2 separate regions of the Gasterosteus aculeatus genome follow, and region 1 is linked to region 2. A link is a contact called in public Hi-C data. All regions are on one chromosome and are shown on one strand. Each heading gives the region's core, a stretch centred on a gene start, on an enhancer-like site or on the middle of the called end of the contact. The rest is flanking DNA. Distances are from core to core; before and after follow the strand shown. Region 1 holds the start of emx2 (empty spiracles homeobox 2). Region 2 has its middle 23 kb from the start of fam204a.

Region 1 (7,430 bases), core at 294-2,793, 110 kb before region 2:
CCACAGGGTTTCCACTAGAGGTCAGTAAAGCTCCGTGCAGAGGAAGGCTGCACGTGTGAGAGGAGGGGTGTTGGTTCATGCCCACCATCAGCACTTGGCTCCGTCCAAAACTCGGTGTTCACTATGCAGCCAATTCTAAAAAACAATAACGCGATGTTAGTCTTTCAAGGCACTAAAAAACTAATTTCAACAAAGATGAACTTTTCTTAAATGTTAGTTGCTCGGTAGAAGCATTGCTTTGAATTTGGCTGAACTGAAGCAAACGTGTATGAAGGTTACTGTAATAGTGATAATAGAAACGATAGTAATATGGATAATCATAATAATAATGTGCGTCGTGGGAAGAACATTTATCTGTGTTTGGTTGTATTAAAGAAAAATGCCTTACCTTTAATGAACTGACTCGGCAGGTTCAAAGAAAACATCTGAAACAGCCAACAATTCGTGATAACAATAATCTGGATTGACACATTTTCATGTTAAATCGTACGTATTTGTGTGTTGTACGGCTCTGCCAACACATGTCGGTGACGTTTGTATTTTATTCTCTACAGACCGTTGACCTACACGCACAAATAAGCCCCACGCTGTTGATGTGCTTTGCATGGGCGTGCTATGCATCTTCGAAGTAAGCTACACTATAACAATATAATAACGGCCAATTAATAACTCCAATAAAAGAACACTTAATAAAAATAATAACAACCTCACACACGTCGGCCCATTAGGCCAATTCCATTTTCCACCGTATGAAAAAGAACAAAAAATATAAATACCAAATTACATTGAGATAAAATATAAAACAGGACTAATTGTTCATTTTTCCGGGTTGGATCCATCCAGTTCCGAGCAGCCTTACTGTGCCTGCGCGCGCGATTAGTGCGTGTTTCCTCACGGAGGCCCTCGTGGCAGCCCGCAGACACAGGTAGCCACCAATAAACACCTGAGCATGTTTGCACTGAATAGCAGCGACTTTACAAATGTGTTCGTGTGTGTGTGTGTGTGTGTGTGTGTGTGTGTGTGTGTGTGTGTGTGTGTGTGGAGGGGGGGTCGTGAACACTGCGCGTCTTCATGCACTGTCCCGTAGTGTACCGCGTGTTTGTGTCTCACGGGCGTCTCGTCTCGTCTCGCAGTCACAGTCTTTAATATTTGAAATGTATCCTAAAATAATCTGAAAAACATTAACTAAGCGGGGAGGGAACCAGAGCAGCTTCTCTGCATAAACCCAGTCAGAAAAACAGGAACAAAAACGGGAAGAAACGAAAAGAAAAGGCCAAACGATACGACTGACGCTGATTATTTCCGCCTGCACAGGACGATAGACTTTTAATAGGACTGATTTGATGTTTGCACAACATTGTTGTGCATGATTGAGTATAATCACCTGCTAACACTAAATGCACCCCCACCCTTAGGAAGGAAAAAAAACACACGTTGAAGCATTCATAGCGCTTAAATGCAAAATAAGCGGGACACCGTGCGCTTGGTTCAGAAGAGTGTGTTAAATATCCTGCAGATATGTGCGCGTGAGCATGTGTGTGCGCGCACGAGCATGTGTGTTGTGTGAGGAGGGGGATAGGTAGTGTGTGTGTGTGTGTGTGTGTGTGTGTGTGTGAGGAGGGGGGGGGGGGGGGGGGGGGGGTGCTCCTCTCTGGACGAATCCGTTCCGTGTTGCGCGTTCGAGTCCGCCTCTCCGCGCCCCTGCTTCCCATTGACGCACTTTTTAAGCGTCTTCCCTTCTCCGGCTCAGGGCGAGCAGCAGCGGCGGCGACCAATCACCATGCCATTACAGCCTTCAGAGGAAGCTGTTTATGGGACTGCAGCGCTAATTAGGCTCATGAACTAACAAATCTGCCTGCACGAACCCGGGCGAGGAAAACGATCACATCCATGGATTAGTCTGGGAGAAGCCGAGCGCTTTTTGTTGGGGCTTTGCGGACACTGCCCGCCTTTTCCTCCCCGAACTTATTTACTGCGCAGAAAGTTTCCCCCTTTTCTTTGGGTGTGGAGTATTTTTTAAGCGCGAGCGCCGCACGACAGCTTTCCACTTAAACTGGGGAACCTGGACTATCAGACCATGTTTCAACCTGCGCCCAAGAGGTGTTTCACCATCGAGTCTTTAGTGGCGAAGGATAATCACGTACCGGCGTCCCGCACCGAGGAGCCCATCAGGCCAGCGGCTCTCAGCTATGCAAACTCCGGCCAGATGAACCCCTTCCTCAACGGCTTTCACTCCGGCGGCAGGGGCGTCTACTCGAACCCGGACTTGGTGTTCGCCGAGGCGGTCTCTCATCAGCAAAACTCCGCCGTCCCGGTGCACTCGGTGGCCCCGCCGCACGCTTTGGCCGCTCACCCGCTTTCATCCTCGCACAGTCCGCACCCTCTTTTCGCCAGCCAGCAAAGGGACCCGTCGACGTTCTACCCCTGGTTATTACACAGATATAGGTACTTGGGTCACAGATTTCAAGGTGAGTTATCAGAATGCTTCGTTCGGCTCTTTTTGCGCCGAGCGGCTCCATGGAATGTTTTTTTTTTTTTTCTCTCCATCAGTTCGTCTTTTTTTTTTTTAAGCTGCGAAATTAAATAAAATCCGTTTTTTTAATACAATCATCTCCAATCTTTAGGCCACAGGAGTCACTTGTGTATTGGATTATTTCGTTCAAAAACGAATCAATGAATTTTTTCTCATTTTCAAAAAAGAAAGAAAAAAAATCCCTCGAGCGGAAAAGATAATTGTTGACTCGGCCGCCTGTCAGTCTGCTGCCTTTAATGTTGATCGGACACCAAAACCACTCGAAATGTTGACATGTTTGTACACTGCAGCTTAACGGATATACGACTTGGATCCATGCGTGAAAATGAAACCAATGTATTGCGCTGCTTATTTCACAGACACATTTCATATTTAAACTAAAATACACGATATTGATTTTTAGCCGGGGGAAAATTACACACAGAAATTGGCTGGTTATTTGAGCCTCTTGATCATTTTGTAAGGGTGACATGAGTCCAATTTCGGGTAATTCGAATTGTATTTAATAAACTGACATTGACGGATGTTGAAATTCGTTTAGTGATTTATGTATTCTTTTGGTCGCTTATTTTGTTGTATTTATTTTTGCTTTTTTACCAAGTAGAGTAAAAAGCAGTATATTTTTGAAGAATTTAAAATAAATATATATATATTATTTTGGATGCTGTCTATTTAAAGGTCTTCATGCTATTTCATTTTACCTTCTGTTGACAGAGGCTGTTTTCGAGCTAATTTAATTAGGCCCCGGATTATATACCTTTGTGCCGGTGATCCCACAGATGTTAGACGGAGAAAGTCAACAATAAGCAGCTATTTAAAATGCATACGTGTTGGGTAAATTACAGATTTACAGACGTGTGCCCGGCCTGTGCTCAGACATCATTATCGTGCCGTGTTCACAGCGGACTGTTGTTTCGTAGCTGAGCAGCAGGCCCGCTGCTCCTGGTGGAAATGTTAACACACCTTATAGAACGAGACGACGGCCGCTGACGGCTCCCTTCTTTTCTGCTCGTTCCCAGGCAATGAAACGAGTCCAGAGAGCTTCCTTTTGCACAACGCGCTGGCCAGAAAGCCCAAAAGAATCCGGACAGCTTTTTCCCCTTCGCAACTCCTGCGGCTCGAACACGCGTTTGAGAAGAACCATTACGTGGTGGGAGCAGAGAGGAAGCAGCTCGCGCACAGCCTTAGCCTCACAGAAACTCAGGTAAGAAACGTCACATTATCGCTGCTTCGACATTAAACGCCGCACGGATGGGACGAGGCGCTTGTTTCGTTTTTGAGACGCGCACCCTGCTGCTTTGCATGGCGCTCGTAATAAAAGGCATCGCCCGCATCGTGGCTGAGGAACCTGTCTAATGGTTTTATGGAACGTGGCACTGTGCGGCAAAAAAACACACAACAACAATGAGGCAACTATCAAATAAATATGTGACAACAAAGAAGAGACGCACAGCAAAGCAATCGTGTTCAATCATCAGCCGCCGAATTGTTTCTAGCGGGGGGGGGGGGGGGGGGGGGGCACAAATGCACGTTGTCAATTGAAGACAGGGGCTTTCTGTTGGATGAAATCCGCTGTCATTGTATCGGCCTAACCTCATTTCAGGAGGGGTTGAATTACTTTGTTTTGAGGGGGGTGCGAGAGGGGGGGGGGTGGGGTTGGGGGGAGATGTTGCCTTTCAAAATGGAGGGCAAATTAACCAGTTAACCATTTTATGGGATAGGCGACACAAAGCGCGAGGCGGGTTCAGTGAATTCCTCCTGCCATATTTAAGATGCTGTTTGAGCCCATCGGCCGCTGCCTTTTGTCCGCTGTGTCTCCTTTGGACGGCGGGGCCTTTGCGGGGGACTGAAGGGAGAAATGAACCGTCGCCTACTTTAATTAGCCCACTGAAGGCGAATTAAATGCACCTCAGTTGCCGTTTAAGAGCAAAATGGGGCTGCAGTGTGACAAAGCCGGAGCAGACCGGTTATCGATTGAGATGCTGTTAATTCCCAGCGGCACCGTTTAACAGAGCGGAGTCCATCTAGCGTGAACTTCTGTGTTTAGAAGTGGATGGAACTCCTTCGTTTCCTTTGACGTCTGCATGCTTCTAGAAACAATCACACAAGGGATCAGAGGGCTGATCATTTAAAGGGCCTTAACTTTATTGAATTGAATATTCATTTGTATTATTGAGGGCGTCTGTGAGTTGAATTCACTTTACCCTGACAATTATGATTGGCGGATTTAAATGCACGAATTCACATTTTCAGGTGAATATAATTGATCTTTCTTCCTTCTGGGGGTTGTTTGCTGATTACAAACTGCAGGTCACAGCTCACCTTCTTATTTCCACTACAGCGCTGCCTGCTTGTACTCAGCGGTGCTCCCAAAACACCGCGTCGCTTTTACGCGTGGTTTTACGCACAGGGTCCATCGCGGTTTATCTCGTCACACTGATCCAGTTTTTTTGCGCGTTATTTTTTATCTAAAAAAAAATGTTCTCTTTTTTTTCCGCCTCTTTAGGTAAAAGTGTGGTTTCAGAACCGGAGGACGAAGTTCAAGCGGCAGAAGTTAGAGGAGGAGGGCTCGGAGTCTCAGCAGAAGAAGAAAGGATCGCATCACATAAACCGGTGGAGGATGGCAACTAAGCAGGGGAGCCCGGAGGAAATCGATGTCACCTCGGACGATTAAAACAACTTTAAAAGAGAGACTATATAAGCGTCTGCGTGGAGGAGGACATGGATAACGGAGGGTGTAGAGACAGCGAGGGGGGGTAAAAAGCCAATGTCACGTTTCAGATCTCCGGAGATCGGCAGCTGAGGGTGGGAGAAACCCGACAGGTGGCCCTGCTGTCACCGCGTGGGTCTGTCAATCCAAATGACCCGGGTCGAGTGTCTCAGTCCACCGACCTGAACCCTTCCACGCACCAACCACCACCACCACCACCACCACCTCCTCCCATCCGCCACCACCTCATTTTGTTTCTCTCCAATTCCCATTGGACGTTTGCACTTCAGAGTTTTTTTTGTTTTGTTTTTGAACAAAAACGTTTCCACTCAAGATACCAAAACACCGAACTGCTTTTGTAAAACTTGAATTGCATGGTATATATTTTTTTTGCCCCCCTGGTAGTTGTTTTTAATTTCACGAGTTTTTCTCAAACCAAGAAAAAAACTAATTTGCTTTCAACTCTTATTTTCCAAAAGAGATGTCGTGCTCCTTCCTTTTTTTACAAAGTGTGCAGTCTTTAATTAATGATTCTCGTGTAAAAGTGATTGTGAAAACATATGAAGTAGCGGTGCTGCGGTAAAGTGTTTTTCTTTTCTTTCTTTTTTTCTTTTTTTTTAAATTACAAAAATGGAATTTCGATTGAAAAAAAAATCTAAAAAATGAATCAGACTACAGATCAAGTACTTAAAAGGAAAGTATCAGGACATTCCTTTAACCCAAAGCTTTACTGATGTGTCGCTGTGGCCCCACGCAGCCTTCTGTCAGGACTGACCCTCCAGTGAATGCAACAAATGAGCGTAAAAAAAACAACTTCAAGCACTGAGCTTATTCCATGTACAGAAATGCTTAAAGTAAATGTTTCTGTTAAACCCTCTTTTACATAATGTAAATACGTTTTGTGTTTGTGTTAAGTTTGCTACAATTTTAACACAAAGTATACTTCCAAGAAGTATGTAATTGTCAATATTTTGTCAATAAAGTTTTATCAATATGTTGCGCGCAGTAAAAGTAAAGACTTTTGATTAACTAGAGCAGTTCAATAGAAATGAGTCTTTTATGGCGATGCTATTTATTCTTATTTTGTGCCATGAAACGGAATCATGTGGATGAAGCGAGGTTTGCCTGATGTGGCTTTAGGCGTTTTATTTCACAACCATATATATATTATATATATTAGCCTGTAATTTGTTGTTTCTCGGTCTCGTGCAGTCGGCACTGGTCGTGTCTCCGAGGGGCTGCAGCGCTGCTCCGCTCCGGCTACAAAGAGTCCCTACGAGCTTTTGTGAAAGTGCAAATCAGTTTGGGCAATTATCATGCGAGTAATATGAGGGGGGGAAAGGGGATGCATTGCCCAGTGGTCCACTTTAATCTCTTAATCCACGGATCCAAGGGGCCTTGGTTGGACATAACTTAGTACAATCTGACTACCCCTCACGATGCGATAAGGGAAGGTTCCAATGTGCCGCAGAATAGGATCTTTGTTTAAAATCTTGTCTTGGGCTCCGCCGTGCTGCAAGCTGCTGCTTTGGACTGAACGGGAATATTTGAACCTCCGCGGGAGGCTGTGAAACTACATCCATGTTATTTACAGCAGGAAGCTATTCACTGTTAACACAACAAAACCAAAGGAGCTCCCCCCCAAAAAAATCTGACAAATTTAAACTCGATTATGATTTTTTTTTTGCTTGTGAACACATAACAGCACAGTCTCGGATTTTTTTTCCAGTGCCATGTGCATGTATTTGTTTTAATTGTTTCTCATACTAAAAAGAGTCCTTGTGGTTGGGGGGGGGGGGGGGGGGGCATAGGGAATTCTTAATCTTATAACTGCAATAAAAATCTTTAGAGAATACCATTAGCTTTGGAAAAAAAAACCCCTAAAAGCTTTATTACAAACCCAGCTTTGAAATAGGGGGGATTAGAGGACTGAAAGGGTCCCACAATAGTTAGAAGAAAAGGTTTCATGCTAATGAGGTTAATGCCCTTTGTATCTCCGGACTCCACAACTTCATTACTCCTATCTCGGGCAACACCGAGCGGCTCAGAGCTTCACAATCCACTCGAGCTTTTCCCTACCCGGCCTCTAAAGAAGGATTTGATAGCAGTCCTGTTCAAACTAGATAATTATATCTTTTCAAGTTGGAATTAAGATAAAGAAAGTGCAGTGGAGGCGGTGAGCCTTGA
Region 2 (7,556 bases), core at 222-2,721:
TTTCTTACGTCATTGGAGATGATCAGCAAATGGGGTTTAATTTATGTGTTTTCTTAACTTTAAATTATTCTGTGATTTATTGCGTTTTAAGTTACGGTAGTATTCTTCGGGCTCTATCTTCTACTGCAAAAAAAGACAAATTTGATTGCCAATTTTCTCAAACCATAGATAAAGAAAATATATATTGTTTGATTTGTTTTAATTATATAATAAAATAGGCTGAACTCTGTTATCAAGCATTTACAAACTGTTTTCAACTAAAAGTCCAGATGCGTTGTATGATTCATAATTGTTGGAAAAAAGTATATGTATATATTTAAATAATGAGCTAGTGGATATCGCAGTGGAGGGAAGAGGATGTAACTTTATTAGAATAAATATGGGATGAGAAAAAGAAAACACATCCTCTTGGGAAATTTCTACTTGCCTTTCAGCAAACAACAGCCGGCCAACCCGTCCTAATAATTGTCATTCAGTCCCTGAAAAGAGGGGGCTTGAAATATGTATCACTATAATCCCATTTACCCATTTCCCATGGTTGTTCATGTGCACTTACATGTCTTAATGTGCTTTCCATAGTATAGTTCTAGTCTTGACCATATATCCTTGGCAGCTGATTTAAAACAAAACCAACAGGATCGAGATGTAAAGTTGCGCTGCAGATAAAAAGCTGTCCCGAGCCTTATTATATGGTTTATAATTATAGAGCCTTCAGCTGTTTCGCCCTATTTCCTGTGCATCCGTTTTAATCAGGCCATAACCACCGTTACATTTGTTCATCCGATGGGTGATGCAATCCCTGAAGCCAAAGCTCTCTATTCATTAGATTGTTTTAATGTGCCTGAAAGCGGTTGTGCAAATAAATAAGCGGTTACAGTGAAAATAGAGGAATCCCTGAGTCTAGGAAGGACTACAATTCCAACTTGTCCCTTTTATCTTATTAATCCCACGCAACGTCATTTTGCAGGTCTTCGGAATGGCCTCGGAAATTGTGTCTAATGGGCTGCAAATCAAGCAGTAATTAAAACTGCATTAACCTTAATGAATCAGGAGAATGGAGACACCAATTTATCTGAGTTGTGTTTATACAAGGGCTGGTTTCAATAATACATGACGCAACCGTCTGTGTGGGATGAGCCCTTCTTCCTAATGTGAACCTCCTGTGTGTGTGTGTGTGTGTGAGTATGAGCGTGTGTGTGTGTAGGTGTGTGTGAGAGAGCATCAGTGTGGTGTGTTTTGGCCCTCGCCGTCATTACAGGCCTTGTTAGAGGTTAACTTTAGCAACATTCAGGCGTCTTTAGCGCCGCGGAAGGAGACGCAGCCGCATGGTGCCAATCAGCGTCACAGGTGTTCATAATTGTCTGTCTAATTGCTTCATTACTGGCGAGGAGGCCTGAGCCCCGTCTGCGCTTCCACCACATCTGGATTTTGGGAAGCCCTCTCCAGCTCCAATGAGCAGCTCTCTCTCTCCCGAGCTTTAACATGTATCTGCTTGTTGCCGTGATTTCCCAGGAGCGCGTCATTTATTTGTTCGCCGATTGTGACTCAAGCGCCTTTAATGGAAATTCCCATGGCTGCTGTGGGCGTGGGGCGCTTATGGCAATTTGTTGATGGTGAGAACTTGTTTATTTTGCTGTGAATAAAGTCCCTAAAAAGACTAAGAAATAGTACAACCTGCAAATGATGTTGGTCATGTAAAGTGTGTTTTTTCCTTCACTTCGTTGTGTGTTTTTGGTGTTATCACAGTCACTTGTACGGTTGGAAGACCCTTGAGATTTCCCTCAAGAGACCTGCTGTCCTAAAGCATCAAGCCTCTCCATTGTGGGAAGGACCTGAGGGGGGGTTGGGGAAACTGTGATTCTTTATTACCGAGAGCAAACACACCAGAGATCCCTTTTCACTCTTGTTTTGGCAGATTATTGAAATCACAAAGTGACAAACAGAACCCTAGACTTTTAGAATCTTTTAAAAACCACCCCCCGTCTGTCTAATACTTCTCCCCTTAAGGAAAAGGCCGATAGCTGTGGTCACTGCTGTTAATGAGACATTTAACATGCCATTTGCAGAAAGTGCCCCAGCATCTCCCCCACACTCCCCGATAAGCTCGTGTGAAATGGGAAGGGGGCCGAAGGCTCGACCCCCAAACCTCCAGCCACCTCTGCCCACCCACACAGGCCGTTATGTATCCGTGCTCGCGTCAAGCCCGGACCTGCGCGCCCCAATTAACTCCCGGCCATATGGATTTCAAATGTGGCTTTTGGCAGATGTTTGTCCAACCCATCGCTCAATTTGGCACGCGAAGGGATTTGGTGTCACCTTCTGGGAGTTTGTGAGGTTTCTGTCAGATTCTGATTATCAGTCTTCATCAGGTGGATTGGTGTTTTCCCCGGAGGTGAAGTTACGACCCGGCGTGGCTGCTATTTGTTCATGAAAGGGATCTCAGTCGCCATTCAGTCACTCACGGCCGCCATTGTTGACCTGTAAAAAAAAAAAATCTGTGCTCAAATTGATTCAGCATTGGGGATTATGTTCATGTCCAATGATGCAAGTCCCACAATCGGATGTACATAATCATTTCAGTTGTAAAAGTATGTGTGGGTGCAGGTCCCCTCTGCCCCTGCTGTCAGATGGGCATGCCTTGACTTGATTCTCCCTGACAACAGAGTCTTCAATGAGGCATGTTGGAGTCCTCCGAGGGCTCGCCGGTGTTTTTCGTGTGATGTCAACACTTTAAACATAACATGCTAGTTTTGATTTGTATCATACCTCAGACATTCACAACTCCGACTTGGTGACTACACACAGGAATCCAGCTGCTGGGACGGAACTAGAAATGATGTAATGGCCAACAATGAGCATTTTATGCATGTCGATTGTCTATCAGTCTCCAGAAAATCCCCAAACTGAAAACCGGATTGAACATTTCCCGCCATTGTCCCCCTCCAAATTGACTCTGCAGTAGGTATTTAAAATACAAGTGTGGAAATATTTCGTGTTCTTTGCAGCTTATGTGCAACGGACTTGGCAGCAAGACAATAACTATGGGAGGTGATTTATTTCCTATAGTAATTAAATGCCTACTTGATCATTTTTTTCTGGGGAAAATGTGAGAATGTGGCAAACAAATTAAAAGAGCACTCCATGACTAAACCTTGGCCGGGGATTGGTGGAAACATCAGAAGGAAACAGGAGCCAAACCTCCTTAATCTACGTGGCGACATCCGTAAGTTTCTGAGAGAACAATTCGCAAACAAGCATTCTATTTCTGTTTGCGCCCGATTATTAATTTCAATTTATGTAACCCCACTTACACCCACAGTTTAATTAATGATGCTTGTTATCGTCCGTGTTTAAGAGGTAATGGACAATGCTGAATTTTGAGTGTTTACAGTGCTGGAGAAAAATCCTGCTTTACCCCTTTGTAATGGACTGCCAGCAAACAAGAGATTAACAGTGTTTGTCACTCTTGCTGCAGCTGTGTTATAATGCAAAGAGGGGAGGGGGGGGAATTAAGCACAGAACTTTGAAATGGTGACTTGAAATAGCTACCATGGTCAGAGGAACTGGCATGCCCCTGCATCCCCTAATCCATACCATAATTCCTGATCTAATTAGAGGGAGGCTCAGCGCTAGGCCTGCCATGAAAAAATAAAGAGCACGGGCAGAGCGTGTGCCCGGGGACCGGAGGGAATAAGAAGTCAGTGAAATAGAAAGAGAAGGAGAGAAGTAAAGGAGAAGGAGGAGAAACAAGTGAACAGCGAACTGAGCAGGTAAATACGGCCGACTGCTTAATAAAAGCACCACTCAGTCATCAGTAAAACGGGACATATCATCTTATTAGCTCCTGCAGAACTATCTGAGTGGAAAAACGGGTAAATCTGCGATGTATCACAAAGAACAATACTATTGCTTTGGGTGTTGATGGGATTTTGGCAGATGTATTCTGTAAGCATTTCAACAGCCAGCAAGGCTGGTGGTGCAGCAAACGTTGCATCACACAAGTATCCCAGTTCAGTTAATCCACAGAATTCGTAAAGGGGCAACGTGTAAGATTATCAACAGAATGTGCAGACGCTTCAGTGACATTATGTGAGGGACGTTTGTGTGTCATGTTGCAGAGATGTCTAATGAAATGAGCAGCGAACCACCAGCCATCCGGTCCTGCTCTCACAGTACCAGCAGCTTGGTGGTGTTTTGTGCGTTGTTGGCTGGCTGTTAGTTAGCAGCTGGACTTTTCTTTTTAAAGCCAATGACTGTAAATTGAAATGATATTGTTTCATTAGTTGAGGTAAAATGCTGCCCCCTATCTGCTTGGAGCGGCTGGTTAGATCTCAGACATTGCACCTTTAAAATTGAGAATCAACAGGACAATTAGCAATGACATAAATACGGTTTGTGAAACAACTTATATTCTGTTTTCAGAGAGAAAGGTTGAACTTGAAATACTTTAAAAATTCTTATTCATAACCAAATAAATAAATCCGTCAACTTTACTAAAGATACTTGTGAAACAGTATGTTTGCCTACAATAAAGCCAAATATCAGGTTTGATAATAGATCAATAATATTAATATGACTATAGTAGTTCAATTGGCAAAGAGCATCCTTCCATTGAACAATTTACTAATTTAGGTCCACAAAATAGTAATTCAGTAGTACGCACTTCCAATTTGTGCACATGCTAAATTAATCCAATTCCTGACTCCTGCAGGACTTCATACACTATTACCCACCCAGCAACAATTTGAACAGAAATAGGAATGTTGCAAAGAGCCAGAAAACCCAACTTGATTGTTGTTTGTGACGCAGAAATCTCCATTTCCTCTTCCATCTGGACCAGACGAAGCCATTTGAACAGCCCGGCCCCCGCTCGGCTTCAAAGTGTCCGTCTGAGCTCTCAGACTGGACACTTGCTGCAGGTGCATCGCTGGAAACACTGATGCAACCTCAGAAATGGCCGAGCCCTTTCCATGAAGGAGGCTGGTGTGTGTGTGTGGACGCGGGGGGGTGTTGGACGGCAAGAGAGCGAAGTGAAGTCCCCTCATGTGTCTGCCTGATCGGACATGCAGCCCAAATTCAAATTTCAGACATTTGAAGACCTTTCAAAGCCAAACTGCATAAAACCAAGTGGGGAGATAAGATACCTCCCCTGGGTACTCAGGTGAAAGTAATAAAAATCACTCTGCTGCCTCTCCAGATACAGTAGAGCTACAATAAGTTAGCCGGGGATTATGCTGCTGAGGAGCCGCAGGCTCCGCGTGTATCATCAGCCGGGATAACTGCACTATTGCATACTACACAATCGGGGATTGCCAGTAATGTAGTCTGTACTGTGAATTACATTCACGGGGAACTCGGTAAACTCCCCTGTGATGTATCTTTGTGGGTTAAGAAATGAAGTACACTGATCCACGGGTAAGATAGACGTGCTTACCAAGGTCAAGGAGGCTCCCCGGCGTAATTACGCGACTGCCAAACACAAAGGGCATTGTTATTGGACAAGTATAATGCTGCATATTACCAGAGCAACGCGGCTGCCTCTATCAGCGAACACTAGCTCGGGAAGACATAGGGCGGGCATCAATTTAGCCTACTTATCTAAAGTCTCTAATTACTTGGTTTATTTGATAAACAGAACAAGGAGAATCCTTAAATGATTCTGCGAGATCCAAAGGGGATTAATTTCTTACTCCTCGAAAAAACAAATCGCTAGAAGAATCCCTTATTTCACTCTTTAATCACGCATTAATTAGGAGCAATAGGGGCACCAGTTACACTTGGCATTTGGTGAGATTGGGGGAGGAAAGAAAGAAAAAAAAAAAAGGGCCGGCATTAGCCTCTCCAGAGGAGGAGGAGGAGGCGCGCACATCAGGCTAAGACAAAGACAACACAATCAGACCGAACAGCAGGAAGTGTGAGTTGGAAGAATGGGGATCGCAGCTTCCCAAAGCCCTTTCCCACACAAAGCACATCTTTCCTCGGGCGCAGCCCGACTGGATACTCAGACTCACTGGTCCGACAGTCCGGAGTAAATATGTGGCCGCTGTTTAACTCTGATATGGGTTGTTAGGACGTGGATGAGATGCACATGCTTGCCGATCTTTAAATGCTCCATCCTCCATCCCAAAACACCTGCTCTCGTAAAGACATTTTTATTTATTCCTACAACCTCACATATCGATGCTGATATCTGTCAAATGGACCAGTTATGTTACAGCAATAACATCATAAAGCAATTAGAGGATGTGACAAATCGCACATCACTGCACAGTTCACTGACGTGAGAAACAGCCGCGCATGAACGTGCAAATGTCTGGAATGGCAATAAAACTGTCCGGTTTGGGGGACGTGTTGAGGGAAATGACTTGAGGGCCCTTCAGCGGTTTAAGAAGAAACCAAACAAGACTCAACACATGGTGCAAACGGCTGTGTTCACCTCGTGGACCTTGAATTAAGGTTTGTTAGGATTACATATTTAAAACCGACCTGCTAAAAAAACCTTTAGAAAAGCCTCCGTGATGCCGTTTGAAAGGATGCTTTTAGTAACGATCTGATTTCATATCACATACTCAAACTTACTGTAACAGATCGGCTACGACAAAGCTAAATAAGACAAATAGTCAGATTTGTCACGTCAAGACAGTGCTGACGTATGCTTTCAGGTTAACACAACAAGCAGTCCAGATGTGACGTTTACGATGGAAACCCCTATGCATTGTGGTTCTTCAGCACTCTGCTTTCTACCAAAACCAACCTTTGGAAAGCGCCGAACCTTCAACATTACACCACCTGAACCAAAATTCTACTCAATGGCTTTGAAGTCTTTGGGGTCTCCTTCTTATCCAAAGTGAAAATCGTATCAAATACAATGAATAAAATGGCCGGTATTCATGTGCTTTGAAACCATTATGCCCCCAGTCTGTTTTCTTATTTTGCGAGCTCGAATGAAGAGGTAGCTTCTCGAGCAATCTCGGCCTTGTTTGTTTAAGGTAATTACTACTTGTCCTCCCATCCTGCCGGCCCAGATGATGCATGAAAATTACCATTCCTCTACTTCAATCAAAGGCGGAAAAAGAAAAGGGAGAAAGGGGGGGGAACAGAGGCGAGCAGATGGGAGGGGGAGGCGTTGGGAGAGGAACTCCGAGAGACGCGCAGAGCTCCCTCCCCGCGTGACAAGAAAGGGCACTGTCTCTGATTAATTAGCTGGAGTTGGTAATCAGTTTAATAAGACTGAAGTTGATGGTGAGAGGTCCCCTTTGGCGGAGGCGCTCTAAGCTTAGCGCTCCGTTCAGGGCCCTCGCTTTCTTCCAGCGAGTAAACACGCAGTGTCTATTTACATAAGAAGTTGTTTCTTTTTTGTTGGGGGGGCTATTTTTCCTTCCAAACTGCCTGAAAGCACTAACACCGGCGCTTAAGTCGCTCCCCACAATGGCAGCGGGAATTGCAGACAAATCCATGAATTTTTTAACATATAAGAACTAATTAAATTGAGGCCTTTTTTGAAATGAATATAGTGCGAGGTGCTCACCAGGCCTGCGCACACAAAGAGGGTATAA

Evidence for each region. Hi-C and Micro-C count contacts between places; a contact is called where the count stands out from the background.
Region 1: a contact with region 2 is called in a Hi-C map of tail fin, with 3 times the contacts expected there. The contact joins the promoter of emx2 here to the enhancer-like site in region 2. A contact is called at or near these places in 4 of 6 Hi-C or Micro-C datasets (liver, skeletal muscle, tail fin and 1 more).

What each region holds. Positions count from the first base shown.
Region 1 is chr6:4,872,654-4,880,083 of fGasAcu3.hap1.1, reverse strand. It overlaps emx2 (empty spiracles homeobox 2), which reads left to right and starts at 1,543. Exons shown (of 3, transcript XM_040177791.2): 1 at 1,543-2,468; 2 at 3,553-3,737; 3 at 5,040-6,241. The coding sequence starts at 2,078. The coding sequence ends at 5,207.
Region 2 is chr6:4,757,951-4,765,506 of fGasAcu3.hap1.1, reverse strand. No RefSeq gene overlaps it. Among protein-coding and RNA genes, the nearest start is that of fam204a, 23 kb to the right of the region's middle. Within about 2 kb of position 1,471, at least 3 of the 9 cell types and tissues checked have open chromatin away from gene starts, as enhancers often do.